Regions from separate parts of the Mus musculus genome. Here all the other regions are linked to region 3. The links are chromatin contacts, called in public HiCAR-type and promoter capture Hi-C maps. All regions are on one chromosome and are shown on one strand. The core of a region is the stretch at or near the end of the contact, and the rest is flanking DNA. Distances in the headings are between cores, read along the strand shown. Region 1 holds the start of Clock (circadian locomotor output cycles kaput). Region 2 holds the start of Srd5a3 (steroid 5 alpha-reductase 3). Region 3 holds the start of Usp46 (ubiquitin specific peptidase 46). Region 4 holds the start of Aasdh (aminoadipate-semialdehyde dehydrogenase). Region 5 holds the start of Exoc1 (exocyst complex component 1).

The links. Promoter capture Hi-C pulls out the DNA fragments that hold promoters and counts their contacts. HiCAR-type assays count read pairs that join an accessible place to other places. Capture Hi-C pulls out chosen DNA fragments and counts their contacts.
Region 1: a contact with region 3 is called in a HiCAR-type map of astrocytes, with 4 times the contacts expected there. The contact joins the promoter of Clock here to the promoter of Usp46 in region 3. A contact is called at or near these places in 2 of 39 promoter capture datasets (hippocampal neurons and liver) and 1 of 115 datasets of contacts at active chromatin or transcription factors (astrocytes).
Region 2: a promoter capture Hi-C map of liver shows a contact between it and region 3, with 4 times the contacts expected there. The contact joins the promoter of Srd5a3 here to the promoter of Usp46 in region 3. A contact is called at or near these places in 4 of 39 promoter capture datasets (the 3T3-L1 cell line, embryonic stem cells, hippocampal neurons and 1 more) and 1 of 9 other capture datasets (liver).
Region 4: a contact with region 3 is called in a promoter capture Hi-C map of pre-B cells, with 3 times the contacts expected there. The contact joins the promoter of Aasdh here to the promoter of Usp46 in region 3. A contact is called at or near these places in 4 of 39 promoter capture datasets (the 3T3-L1 cell line, liver and pre-B cells) and 1 of 9 other capture datasets (liver).
Region 5: a promoter capture Hi-C map of pre-B cells shows a contact between it and region 3, with 4 times the contacts expected there. The contact joins the promoter of Exoc1 here to the promoter of Usp46 in region 3. A contact is called at or near these places in 2 of 39 promoter capture datasets (the C10 cell line and pre-B cells) and 1 of 115 datasets of contacts at active chromatin or transcription factors (astrocytes).

What each region holds. Positions count from the first base shown.
Region 1 is chr5:76,303,370-76,306,069 of GRCm38.p6, reverse strand. Clock (circadian locomotor output cycles kaput) reads left to right here and starts at 1,278. Exons shown (of 23, transcript NM_001289826.1): 1 at 1,278-1,415; 2 at 2,568-2,646. Gm7467 (predicted gene 7467) reads right to left here and starts at 1,194. Exons shown (of 1, transcript NR_152171.1): 1 at 543-1,194.
Region 2 is chr5:76,139,010-76,141,709 of GRCm38.p6, reverse strand. It overlaps Srd5a3 (steroid 5 alpha-reductase 3), which reads right to left and starts at 1,437. Exons shown (of 6, transcript NM_020611.4): 1 at 1,162-1,437. The coding sequence starts at 1,382.
Region 3 is chr5:74,067,152-74,070,135 of GRCm38.p6, reverse strand. Usp46 (ubiquitin specific peptidase 46) reads left to right here and starts at 1,725. Exons shown (of 9, transcript NM_177561.3): 1 at 1,725-1,886. The coding sequence starts at 1,851.
Region 4 is chr5:76,904,099-76,906,798 of GRCm38.p6, reverse strand. Aasdh (aminoadipate-semialdehyde dehydrogenase) reads left to right here and starts at 1,323. Exons shown (of 16, transcript NM_173765.4): 1 at 1,323-1,376; 2 at 2,419-2,590.
Region 5 is chr5:76,527,704-76,530,791 of GRCm38.p6, reverse strand. Exoc1 (exocyst complex component 1) reads right to left here and starts at 1,481. Exons shown (of 19, transcript NM_001289770.1): 1 at 1,330-1,481.

The DNA.
Region 1 (2,700 bases), core at 29-2,528, 2.2 Mb before region 3:
TAGCCCACATCGATTTCAGCGCTCATGCATCTAGGCTATATCACCATGTTTTAATCTGTTTTCTGGTTTTTCCCTTCGTGGTGCCTGCTCTTTCATTAGTCACACAAGAAAAGATTATTTTCTTTCAGTATCAGGTTCACTGGGAAACAATCTTCTTGGCAGTAATTGCCAGCCTGAGACAGAGAACCCAAGGTTTCCTCCTCCACAGTGTCCTGCCTGGACCACAAGGACAGAGTGGAGAATGGGTGGGTTCAAAGGACGTGAACCTAAGCGAGCAGCAGATGGATTAGGACAGCAGAAACTGTGCCTTTCGATGGCGAAACGGTACAAAGACTGCCAAGGAAAGATTCTCCTGGCAGGGTTCTGGCTACGTAGCCAGGAATTTGAGGATTCTCCTCCTAGTTCACATTGCTGGGGGGGGGGGGGGGGGATCGCAGCTAATTCCTAGTTTTGAAGTTGGTTTTTTTTTTTTTTCTTTCCTGAATATACACCAAGAACTTAATTCTTATTGAGACAAACATTACCTTGTAGACAGGATTTTTGGAGCTAAAGAGTATAGGTTTATTTATTGCCTTCTGTTTGCTGTACGAGTTGATTTTTAAAAGAAATTGCTATGAATTAGCTTCTTTCCCAGTAATTCGGGTGCAGTAGCTAAGAAACCAGTGTAAACTAGGGTCCTGGTTCATCCGTAGCGCCATGCTCATCTTTTGCAGTGCCTCCTGCCTTTTCATAAAAGGAGCAAACACATCCCGACCTTTTGCTTCCCTGGCTACAGCCGAGGTCACTTGGGTCGTCCAGGTCCATCTCGGGGAGCAGCCAGCCTAGCGTGTCTCTAGGAGCCGGGAAACCGAGTCCCAGGCATCCCACGAACCTCCAGGAGAGGAAACCGAGCACTGGGCTGGAGAAGTCTAACTTGGCGTAGGCCAAGCTCTCTGCTTTCCCGGGGACAGAGGCACCATTCCAGGCGGCGGCTCCCACTGGTTGGGAGCGCCGCATCCCGGGGAACCGCGAGCCGCCCAGGGCGCTGCGGGCGGCCGCACCCTCCGCTAGGCCCCGCCTCCCGGCCTGCGAAGGGAAGGGGGCCTCGGGGCATCCCGGCTTCCCTCGGCGGCCGTGGAACGAGCTCACGCCGGCCTGCAAGAGTGGGATTTCCTCGGGTGCCCGGGATCCCCAGGCGCGGCTTCGGGGCTGCCTAACGGGGAAAGTCGCATGCGCGCCCGGCGCGCTGAGGGAAGGCGGCCGCGAGGGGAGGGGCGAGTGCAGAGCCTGGCCGGCCGCGGAGCCCCGCGCCCACGACGCATGCGCCGGGAGGCAGCGCAATCACGGACTCGGCTGGCGGCTACCGGCTGGAGAGAGGAAACCCCGGACGGCGAGAGCGCGAAGGAAATCTGGCCGCCGCCGCGCACGCGCTCCCGGTGAGTGCGCCCCACCGGGTGGGCCTCGGCCCGGCGCGCGGCGGGCGGCTGGCCTGGGTGGCGCATGCGTGCTCCCGGGTTCCGTGGAGGAGGGGAAGGCCGGGAGGGGGAGGAGCGCGGCGGTAGCGGTGAATTTTGAGGGGTGGGTCGGGGGCGCGCACTCGCCGCCCCTGGTGCTGCCGGCTCCCGGAGCCGTGGCGTGTCCCGGCTGTCGCCGCTCGGCTGTCGCGAGCCGCCGCGGGCAGAGTCCCGGGCGGGGGAGGGAGGAAGCCGGAGCCTCAGGCACGGTGAGGACGCGGGAGGGCGCGGGGGGCAGTGTGTGGGACCGGGGCAGGGAACAGGGCGCGGGGCGCCAAGGGGGTGCGGGCCAGGCCGGGAGGCAGGAGCTGCGGCCGGGGTCCGGGGACGCGGAGAGCGCGGAGCTCTGGAGAGTCGCGCTCAGCCGGGCCTGCGCCAAGTGTCCCGGGGCCGCTGGGGGTTACCTGCAGGGCAGGGGGGCGCGGTGGGTCCCGCGGGCCCCGGGGGTTCCGGGGCCGCGTCGCGCTTGAGACTGGGCGCGGGGTTAGCGCGGGGCAGGCCGAGTCGGCCGCCGAGAGCGCTCGCGCCCGGGACCCGCTAGGCCTTGTGACCCACTTTATTCCTGTCACCACTCGGGCACGTTTGGAGCGGCGCCCAATGGGGCGCTGGGGCGGCCAGCTCCTCCGCGGAGCCCCCGCCCTCGCGGCGGCCGGCGCGCGCCGGGATCCGCAGTCCGAGCGGCGGCCGCCGCCGCCCAGGGCTGGTTCCGTTAATGGTCCTGGTTCCGGGGCTCGGGCCGCGGGCTGCTCTGGGCCCCGGGTGTCCGACTCGAGTCGCGTGCGCCGCGCCGGGCCGCGCTCTGCCTGTGGGGCTGGCCGTCCTGGATGTGGTCCTGGCTGTCCCGGTACCGGGAGTAGCGCCACGAAGTTTGTATCTTTGTGGGGTGTTTTCTGCCGCTGTGGAAGTCCGAGGTAGTCAGCAGAATCCTGAAAGATGAAGGAAGAGCTTTGGCCTCTGACCTGACAGATGACAGATCAGGCCGTGGTGTTTTGATATTGCAATGCCGAACCACACACTGCATGAAGCCTTTCTAGATGCTTTAAAAACAACAGACTCTGGTGTTTTCTATTGCAGTGAAAGAAAAGCACAAGAAGAAACTTTTACAGGCGTTGTTGATTGGACTAGGGCAACGATTCCCAAAATCACCAGCAAGGTAATTTCCCTTGATTGCATTGTTGTAGTTTTAAAAGCGACTAGAGAAAATTAC
Region 2 (2,700 bases), core at 188-2,687, 2.1 Mb before region 3:
TCTGAGTTCTGGAAGAAGGAAAGAATAATTATTTCACAATACTGTTAAGAATTAGAAGAAGCCCAGAGTACCAAGTGTTACCGGGATGAATACAGGGAAGGCCCACCTCTTTCTTGGCTGTCACACAAAGGCAGACTTGAGTGTAGCAGCTGAGGAGTCCCATCCAGAGAGACTGAGTATAAGTGATTTTTAAGTGTGCTTTGAACTCTGGGGACACTAGAACCTCTCTCAAAAGTCAGAAAATAAATTGCTATATAGCATAAGGGATATAGGCCAATCAAACCCGAGGATAAGAGGACGGTAGGATGGTCTTAAAATTGGGCCTCTAAGGAAGAGTTCTTCCGGGTCTTAATCTCTTTACCATTCATTCTTCACAATGACATGGTACTCTGCTCTCACACTAACCCCCTGAAAGACCCCCTCCAACAGTCAGGACATAGCTGGGGCCAGTTGATAGCCCCACCGCCATCTGCAGAGGTGGGCAACGGCTACAGATTTCTAAAGCAATCTAGATGAATCCGTCAGAACCCATCACATTCCTTCCAATTCAATTCTAAATGCAAATGCGTGATGAATTTCATAAAAAAAAATGACACAGCTTTATTATCTAGAATACTGTGTTAAGATGACTTCTCCATCTACATACTGAATTCATCGTGGAGTTAAAAAAAAAAAAAAAAGAAAGAAAGAAAGAAAAGGAAAGGAAAGCCATGTGGCGGGTCTCACATATTCTCAGCGGAGTCCATATGTACCCCGGAAGATTTTAGTATTTCACAACTTGGTTACTGAGCCTTCCGGGATGGGTTGGGGCAGGGCATACTGGGCTAGTTTGCCAGAGCACCTGTGGAGATGCAGGTTAGTGATGTCTGCACAGCCCCAGGGGAGCACACTCTGGACTTCTTTCTTGACTGTGACAGATCGGGCTGAGAACTGCGGAAATCGAGGAAGAACTTGCCTCCAAGTCCATGAATTTCCACGACCTCAAGTTCTGGGGAGGGGAAGCGGAAAACTGGGGGTAAAGAAGTCAGGGCGGCTCCCTGGGGGCCGGGCCAACTTGAGATGCTCTGTCATTTCCGGGGACGGCTCGGGGACAGCCCCTGGCTCACGTGCCTGCGCCGCCTCTGTTGCCCCCTGCCGGGCGCGCCCCGCCACCGACGTTACCTCTTGGGGACATCGAAGGCCCTGCAGACGGCGGGGCGCCGCGAGCCGGACTGCTTGGTCTTCCCGTAGCGGAGCAGGTCCTGGAAGAGCGCGCAGCTCGGCAGCAGCCTGGCGGGCGCCAGCTGCAGCAGCAGCGCGAACAGGAAGGCGGCGGCCAGCGCCAGCCACAGCGTCCGCAGGGGGTTCAGGGCCGAGAGCTCAAACCCGGCCCACCCAGCCATAGCCCGGGAGCCGGCTACAGATGCGCGCCGCCGCGCCGCCCTCCTTCTCTCACCCCCTCCCTCCCTCCCGCCTCGGCGGCGCGCTTGGCGGTGACGCGGCTCCTGGGCGGGACGCGCGGCCCCGCCCCTGGCTAGGCGCTCAGGAGCTGGGTTGTGCTCCTGCTCACCTGGTTTGAGCAGGCTGCGCTTTAGACTTGTACTGCCTCTAATCTAATTCCGAGATGCAACTCCAACTTGAAGTTCTGCAGGAGCATGCGAGACCACGTGCTACAGTCCAAGTCTTGTAGAGATACGTTACACCTATTTATTAAGTGGAGTGGAGCTATGCCAAGAGGTGTGGGTGGGAGCCCAAGACAGCTTGGGGGGAATTGGTTCTCTCCTTCCACCATGTGGCGCTTCGGGGATCCTATTCTAGAGGTCAGGTTCTCACCAGCCTGTGTAAGTTTCTATAAACTTTGACTGCGGGATTACTGCTGCGAAAAAGTGTGAAGAGAAATTTTGGTTGAAGTACAGGCTGAATTCTTGGCTGGGTCCCTAGAGGGGGCCCCCAGGAGTCAAGATGCGAAGGATCTTAATACCACGCTGGTCTACCAGAAGCACCAGATTCATTAGCATACTCCAGATGGGGATCGCTGTAAATTCAGGGATGACCTCTGGAAAGACCTCGGTGAGGGAATTCTACACTTTGTCAACTGTAGGCTGGAGCTGCTCCGGCAAACTCTGGATTTTGGAGTGGAAAAGCAGAGTAATGCCCTCAATGGACCTACGTTTTTCACCCATCTGCTCCATGGACAAAGTGTTTAACTAGCTGTGTCTGCTGCCTTTATGGCTAGGAATGAAAAGATTTGGAAGACCTTTATGCACTCATTGGCTCGAGTCCATGGGGCAGTGGGGGTGAGGGGGAAGGCAAGGTATGAGACAGCAAATCTCCAAAAACCTCCCTCCACGGATCTGGCTCAGATGCTGTCTTTCAGGCATCAGTGGAAAACACCATCACGTGTTAGATGAAGGCCTGGTTCCCTGTTGACAGCTGCTTAGTGGTATTTCAGGCTATCGGGTCCTTGAGTAATGCAGGCTACTCAGAAAGGAGGAAGCAAATGGGATCCAATTGTGTACCCCTATAATACAAGTCTTTATCACAGCCTTGCTTTCAACAGAAAAATGACTACACCCCTAAATCTGCCTTGATGCGTTTAGCCAAATTATGGTACACTCCCATTTTCTCTCTTAAAAAAAAAAAAGAAAAGATTACAGAGTGGGGGAAAAAAAGAATACTTTTATTTATAGATTGTATGTGTGTGTGTATGTGTGACTGGCC
Region 3 (2,984 bases), core at 476-2,975:
TGTGTTTCTTTACCTGTGGGTGTGGACTCGGGCGGGGGGCAGGACGTGAGTCTAGAGATCTGTACTTGTGCAGTAAGCACTTTATAGACTGAGCCATCTCCCCAGCTCTCAATTGTGTTTTAACCCCTGTAGGCCTTGCACTCAGTGCATTCATATTGGAAAAAATCGCAAAGCTTATCATTAGAAAGCATGAAAGCTTTAGACTAACCACGCACAAAGCTGAGGCCTTCAGCTTGTGACATTTCTCAGTCTTTAAGCTTTTCAGGACCTTACTGTGTTCTGGCCAGTCATAGTTAGGGTGTTTTATCGATGGTCCCCCTCCCCTGCCCCCTCCTCAAATGGTGCCCCTCCTAAGTTTAGCATGCCTTTATCTGTACTATTTATTTGAGAAACACAGAGCTGGGTTGGATACCTGCTCTGTAAGCCTTATGGAGCTAACCATGTCTATTAACTAATCATGTAGAAGCTGGAAGAGTCGTAACTGACAGCAGTAAAAAAGAATGAAAGTAAAATTCAGGTAGAATGAGTCATTGTGAGCAGGAATATTAATCCTTCTACACACTGAAAAATACAGTATCCATGTGACCCGTCCCCCACCCTCACCCTTCAGTCAGTGGTTTTGTCTTCTATTTCCACCCCAGATCCTAGAAGAATTACCAATGGATGGATGGCTCTCATGTTATGTGTATAACCCTAGCCCCCCAGCCCCCAGTATGTTACTCTTGGCTAGACAGAGCTGTCTTCAATTATATTAATTTCTCTCCTAATTTAATTCTCCACAAAATACATTGGTTTGGGAATTTATCACGTTTCACATGCACAACTTCCCTGTGGAAAGCTTGGGACTGCAAACTTGTCTGCACAATTATTCCCCATGTTTGAAATGAACTCTTTCAGTTCTCACGAACATATCCCTCAAGTGGTGTGTACAGTGTGCACCCTGAGCCTGCAGTCTGGGCCTCCGCAGGAAGGTGTAAAAGCTCAAACAAAACTGAGATCAGGAGCTCCGAGGATGGGAGATAGGAAAGTTTTGTTTTGGTATTTCCTGGACAGCCTCTAGTACCGCCCAGAACCTGGCCATTTCCTCTGTACCTGCTAATGTCACAAATCTCCCGAGTGTGCCTGCTTAGACCCGGAATTCTTTCCTTTCTGGGAACCTTTCCCTAGGCAGCTGGGTTGCTGCTGGCTAGGGCTTTCTGGCCACGCCCATGTCCTGGTCTCATTTTACTTTTCGGGTTCCGGCGGATGCCATCTGGCTAGAACCCTGGAGAGAAACTTTAAAGTTGACTACACTCACCCTTAGACCCTTATTCATATCCTCCACTAGCTAATCCCTAACGCCCAAGGCTTGCTGGACACCAGCAGAAACGGGCAGAGGGAAACCGGGAAGCGAGCACGCCCGTGTCCCCGCGGTGTAGGTCCCCAGCCCAGTGCCCGGTACGGTCCTGGGTCCGGCGGAAAGGCCGCGGTGCTGGGTTTGCTCGGGGCTGGCCTTACGGTGCAGCTGGCACCGAGCGGGACCCTAGGGCAGAGGAGCAAGAACGGCTTCCAGTGGGGTCAGCCGAGCGGGTCCTGGCTGGCAGCGGGAGCATAGCAGTGGCCTCGGTTCCGCGCCTCCCGGCTCCGGGCTCCTCCTCCCGCCGGCCGCGGCCCGGGCTGCGTCGCTCCGCCACTCCCCGCCCCGCGCCGCCGCCCCGCCCTCGCCGCCGCCCGGCCTCGCTCGCCCAACCCCACTGCAAGCCGGCCCCAGGCCGCCTCGCCGCCACCCGGCCTCGCTGCGCGCCACCATGGACAGTCCCGTTTTCCCCTGGTAAAGATGGCGGTGCGCGATCGCTGCAACCTTTAGACTAATGACTGTCCGAAACATCGCCTCCATCTGTAATATGGTGAGTGGCCGCCGAGCCTCCGGGGGTCGCGCCCGCAGCGAGCCAGGCAAAGAAAGGGAACCCCGGGCTGGAGCTGCACGCGCGCCGCGGTCGTGGGGGCCGTGCGGCCAGAAGTTCCCGGTCCCGAGGCTGGGCCGGCTGACCGCAGTCCCCCCCACCTCTGTCCCAGCCGGGGACCCCGAGCGGATCCCAGGGATCCCCAGGGCGGCCCCATGCCCCCGCCCTCGAGTTGCGGTGCGGGTGGTGGGTGGGGGTGGAGGTGGAGGGTGCGAGGTGGCTGCACAGCGAAGTCCCGAGGGAGGACCATGAGGGTACGAGCCCGGAGTGGAAGGAAGCAAATCCTTCTGGTGCAGTAAATAAACCCTTACTGGACTCGCCGACTGTCCTCTGCTCCTTCTGGAGTTCAGCCTTGATTGTATTTAAGATTCACTTTGCAACAGCAGTGCTCTTACCAGGAGAAATTGGATAGACATGAAAGCTGTGACCAAAAAATAAAAAATAAATAAAAAATAAAAATTCCAAGTGAAGAATCTGGTTAGAGAGGTGAACTAAAACCTGGTATCGGAAAAGCATGGCAATTTGTTCTGGAGGCCTCAGTTTCCCCACCTGCATGCAGGAGATTATAAGGAGACAGGAACGTTTGCAGGCCCTGGGAGTGAGTGGCTGTAGGTGTGAGGAAGTCTGCAGGGGTTGTCCTGCCCCGCCTCCTCTCCTTTTAGCTTGGACACTGCCTGGTCTGTCTGATAGGGTGGGGGTCTGGGGGGGGGTGTTACCCAGCAGTCACTTTAATTTAGATTTCCCCCATTACTTTCCAGTTCTGTTTAGTTTCCTCGGGACCAGTTTCTAGCCCTTGGGGCCACTGAGTGTACTCAGCTAGCACCCCCACTTGTGGGAGCCATAGGGAGGTCAGGGGTAAGGCACTGGGGTGTGGGAGTTGAGGAGGGTGTGTGTTCTGCCTGTACTTTCTGTATCCTCACCCCCTTAGACCCCCTTCAAACTGGAACACTGTTTTTTTTTTTTTTTTTGTTTTGTTTTGTTTTTCCATTTTGGGGAATCCATCCCCGCCCCCACCCCCCTCCGCCACCAAGTTAGACAGTA
Region 4 (2,700 bases), core at 74-2,573, 2.8 Mb before region 3:
GAAAATGTGGTTTTCAAACAGGTATTTCCTGCACTGTTTGGAGGGACAGATGAGAAGGCAGATCTGATTCCATGACAGGCTTCAAATTAGCAGTTTAGGAGACTAGGCCTAAGGTCAGGCAAATCAGTTACTAGAAGAAGAAGAAAAAAAAAGGCTTCAGGCAGTTAGTCAGAACTGCCCTGATATCTGAGACTGCCTGGCCACCTAGCCTGAGGTAAGGACAATGGGTCAGCAACAGTTTCCAGACTTCCTCTACAAAGATTTCTAGACTTCCCAGTAACAATGCCTAGAGATAAGTAAGATAAAGCTCTCCTACCCTGGAATTCCAATGTGCTTTCAATGGAGCCTGCGAGCTCATTTGCTTTTACTCTGTGTCTTTGTAATGGGGACGACCCCACCATGCTGAGCTACAGAATAAAACACACTTTGTGTTTACATACTATTTGAGTCCAGGGTGTCATTCTTCATGGACCCTTACAAGCTTCTGTTTTCCAGCAGATAAGGACACACTCCTTTGTTTTTTAAGGCACTGTATGTAGATAGTGCTTAGCCACTTCCACCTCTCCCCCCAACAGGAACCAAGACAAAAATCCCATCTTTCCTCTCTGCGAGGGCACAGTAACTCACCACAGTGGTGACCCTTCCCATTTATTGTAATAATTGTGCCATCGGAAAAACACACATCCAGGCATACAGTGGCTTTAGGGACTGCTGTTGACCTCAGACAGGCCTGGGTTTCCTCATAGGGAAGTGTTGTAAATAGCTGCAAACGCCAGTTAGGAGTTTCATTCTGACAGGGGGCTTCCCTGGCATACTTCACCGCTGCCATGACGGTCGCAACCAATCTTGAGTATGTTCCCAGAAGGTGTGGAGGGGATAAGCCAAATTTACTCGCCAATTAGGCGGTGATTACTTCACTTCAGCCTTTGGGATATTTCTACCCGCACTTTAAGGAACGAGGAGACTCCGGGTCTCGGAGATATGGCTCTGCTGTCAAGGAAGCTCACTGGCCATCCAGAGGTCCCTTCTAGGTCTCCAGCACCCATGTGGTGGCTCACAACCACCTGGGACTATGCTCCAGGGAATCATCGGCCCCTGCAGGCACACGGAACACTCAAATTCACGCAGACGCACAGGCATGTTGCCTGAAGCGTCACCTTCAGCGGCAGGGCTGAATCCGCACGGACCAAACCCGTTGGGCCAAACGCGGCGGAGACCTGTGCGCCACGTCTGGGCGGAGCCCCGTAGGCGAGAGCCCGCCCCCCGACGCTGGAGTGACGTCACGGGCGCCCGAAGATGACGCAGAGGTCCGTTTTACGGCTGCTGAGCGTCTGCGGCTGGGCTAGGAAGTGCACGCCACGCGCTGTCGTGAGAAGGTGGGGCGGGAGAGCGCGGGCGACCCGGGGAGACTTTGTGAGCTGCCGGACCCCAGCTTGGAGCGGCTGTGTGGGTCACCTCGGTCACCTGCTGCGCCACCTCTTAGCGTGGTTCCGAGAGCCAACGAGAGGCTTTTGTGATTGTAATTAAGGTGGCTGCGTGAGAAGTATAAGATGCAGACGGATAATTTACCTATATATATAATGCCCAGTATAGGGAGAACCCTTAAGATCAGGATCTGTTGGTGATTAAATGGCTTTATTTACAGTTGTACATTACCGAGCTGCTAATCTTAAGGCTATAACACGAAATTTGCTTGCTAGGTCATCCCTTTTCATGGCTCACTTGTTTTTCTTTCCTTTTCTTTTTTTTTTTTTTAATTTAAAATTGTGCGTGTGTGCGCGTGCAGCATGGTGAAGAAACAAAAAGGACCTTTCGGAAGTGGGTTCTCTCCTTCCATTATGTGAGTCCCGTGATCACACTTAGGTTTTCTGGTGTGATGGCAAGTTAGTTTCTCCACTGACCCATCTCGATGGCCCAAGTCAGTCTGAAGGGAGGGGAGGGGGACAAAGACAGGGACAGAGACATAAAATTCAATGGCTGACATGAATATCTGGACAAGACTGAATTTTGCCACTGGGAGCTTTTAAATTCAAAGTAGAAAAACTCCTTAATTATAGATTTTGTGTGGTGAGTTTTGTAGCTAGTTATAAAAATGACATTTTAAGAACTAAGTTATAGCCGGGCGTGTTGGCGCACGCCTTTGATCCCAGCACTCAGGAGGCAGAGGCAAGCAGATTTCTGAGTTCGAGGCCAGCCTGATCTACAAAGTGAGTTCCAGGACAGCAAGGGCTACAGAGAAACCCTGTCTCGAAAAAACAAAACAAACAAAAAAAACCTAAGTTATAGTCTTGTTATTCTACTGCTGTGAATTATGTTAGTAGATTATATTTTCTTGTGAGAAAATAGCAGTTACACGTGCTTGCTTTTTAGAGAAAAGGCAGCTTTTAAACAGACTTTTTTTTTTTTTTTTAATTTTAGGTATAGCAGTGTTTTACCTGCATGTATGTAAGTGCACCATGTTCGTGCCTGGTGTCTTCAAAGGCTGTGGGATCAGCCAGAACTGGAACTATGGACTGTATTGAGCTCCCCAGTTGGGTGCTGGTATGGAATCTGTGTCTTCTGAAAGAACAAGGACGGTTTAACTCCTGAGGTACATCCCCAGGTTCAAACTAGATTTTTGTAAAAATATGTATAATACATTAATGTGGAAAATTGGGCGCTTAACAAAATTTATTTGGGTATTCTGTGGTCTTCTGTAGG
Region 5 (3,088 bases), core at 232-2,731, 2.5 Mb before region 3:
AAATAACTTTAAAGCAGTTCTCATTCTACCACACACCTGGTCAACAGCAACCCAGCTTTCTCAAGACATGCCTTGCACTCAGAACACTCTGTTCTTTCTTTGCTTAAGCACTTTCCCATGCAGGGCATACCACTATCTTTTCCTTATTCAAACCTACATTTCTCCATTTGTATTTAGTTGACTCAATGAAAGTCTCAATCCACACGGCTCTTTTCATGTAAATGTATAGAGCCCTTACTGTATTTACGAGGCAAATGCTTGCTATCTAATGGGGACATGAGTGTCATCTCCTAGATCTCCACAGCCATCTCTTGAGTAGTAGGAGGAGGAGGGGTGCTCTATCACAGGTTTGTGTGTTGGGTACTCACTAACAAGCTCTTGGCGTAACCTGCTTGATTGCAATAGTAAAAGCTGGCCAAAAGAACCATTAGCAATGGCCAATATTCACCATAGTACATGGTAAACGGTAAAAACAGCAGAGGGCTGGTCATAACTCATGAAGGAATTAGACATAAGCATTGCTACTATATTGCTATATTATATTGCTAATATAAATATTGCTATTCACTAAGTGCCAGGCAGCACTCTGGGGTATAATGGAGAATCTTTAAGACATGAACGGGTTGACGTAGCATTGTGATAGTCAGTCTTCTTTGGATCTAGAGATGAATTCTCCAGTGTTTATACTGAACTTTACATTATGCCAGTATTATTAATAGTGGCCTTCACAACTATTTCCCAGGTCTAAAAACCACGCCCATATTCTGGGTTCTCTTTAGATCTTCGCCTTCTAAAACCTCAAGGCTGCCCGTTACAGAGGCAGCTAACCTCGGTTCATTGTGTACATACATACTTCCTTCAGCTTAATAGGGCCATCGTTACACTGTGTGTCCATGCTAGTGCCTTAGTGGGTTGGGCCCATGTACTGCAGTGACATCTCAACTCGGAGACATGTCATCCAGAAAAAAAAACTGTTCAGAGGCTGGGCAATGCACTTAGAAGATTTATAAGGACATGTTATATTGATTCGGACCAGCAGAAGCCCAGGTCACGTCTTTCTCTTCCAGGCCACGCTAGTAGGACAAAAATGAAATCTGTCCCGGATGGGCGGAACTGTGGACAGAGACTTGGCTGCCTCCCGGCTCCGCCTTTTCCCAGAGCCCCGGACAGCACCGGCTAAGGAAGGACGCAGCCCGGGTTCTGCAGCCCCGAAGTGGAGCAGGGTGGGTGGGCCGGGTCACTGGGGAGTGGCCGACCCGGCGCGGATGCAACACTGCCTCCACTTAGGCTACCACCTCCAAGACCGCAGGTCCCCGGCCGGAAGCTTACCGCGAGGCCAGCCGGCCGGCCGAGGTTGGTGCTCCAAGACGGACTCAGGAAGGGCGCCGGCAGCAATAGCAGCTTTGAAGCACTTTTCATTGAACAGGGAAAAGCAGCGGCCAGAACCCGCCACTTCCCGTATCCGGTCACGTGTCTCTCTGCACCGGAAGTTGACCCTGTGGAGCCGGAAATGGAGACAGTAGAGGAAAAACAGATTGGCCAATGGACTTGGAGGAGGCGGAACAGCGCTTTGATGGATGGGGCAGAGGCGGACTGTGGGCGTGGAAAAGACAGGGGCGGGGCTTGCAAGCACATAGGCCAGTGATTCTCAACCTGCGGGTCAAACGACCCCTTCCTTCATAGTGGTCATATAGCAGATATCCAATATATCAGATATTTGCATTACAATTGATAACAGTAGCAAAATTACAGTTTTAAAGTAGAAATTAAATAATTTAATAGTTGGGACCCACTGCAACATGAGGAAAGGTATTAAAAGGTTGCAGCATTAGGAATGTTGAGAACTGTTAGCATAGGCTGATTTGAGGAGTTGATAATGGTGATGTTTCCTTTTTGTAGACGTACCCATTCTAATATTTGTAGCAACTCATTTGAGAGCGCATTAAATGTTCTCTCCTGTGCATATGTAAAACCCTGCTAACTAGATTCTTGGAAGAACTTTAGTGAGTTAAGTCAGATTCTCTGGGATAGATGTCACTAGTACCCTTAAGTTCTGGACACTTAATTCCCATAAACAGCTTTGGTCATTTACCCACTTCATACTCTACCCTGACTGCACAGACCTTCTTCTTGGGTGTTTTTTTAGAAACTTCACCCATGCCACCTCACATCAGATACTGAAATAGAATCTTTGTTTTAAAGGTGATGCTTGCTTGTTTCAGTGTGAGAAACATAAATGATGCCGAGAGTTCGAGCTATAAGACAAGTGATTCATTTAGGCCGCATCCCTGGCAGGGATTGAGTGCTGCAAATTTTGATTTCCAGGTTAAAAAATAAAAATTAAAAAAAGCCATTCAATTTTTTTATACTGAAGGAGTTCGCAATGAGGTAGGACTAGAAAAGGTGATTGCGAAGTTAGGATAACATACTCTACCAGGATGGTTTTCTTTCTTCTTTTTTTCTTTGCTGTTTTTTTTCCATTTATTTATTTACTTTGCATGTGGATCTTAGCCTACCCCTCCTTCCAATTCTCACCCTCCTTCCCAGCCTCTCCCTCATTCTCTGCTTCCCTTCTCTTCTGAGAAGGGGTGGGGTGGAGACCTTCTTGGATACCAACCCACCCTGTGACATCAAGTCACTGCAGGACTAGGCACATAGGATGAATTTTTTGTTGTTGTTGTTGTTTTGTTTTTCGAGACAGGGTTTCTCTGTGTAGCCCTGGCTGTCCTGGAGCTCACTTTGTAGACCAAGCTGGCCTCGAACTCAGAAATCCACCTGCCTCTTCCTCCCAAGTGCTGGGATTAAAGGTGTGCACCACCACCGCTCGGCATGAATTTCTTAAGAATATGACAGATGAGCTGTGCACAGTATTTGCACCGTTTATCTTAAGATAAAATTTTGGGAGACCTAGGAGAAATAATGAATAGGGACATGTTTGTTGCTACAATGATCAGCTTCTAGTCGGGGTTACTTGAGATGACTCTCACAGGATCTAGTTCTATATATTTGGATAGACTTCCCTGGTGTTTCCTCCTGAGCTCCAGAATGTTTGCCTTGGACATCTTAGCTGACAATTCCATTTGGGTGT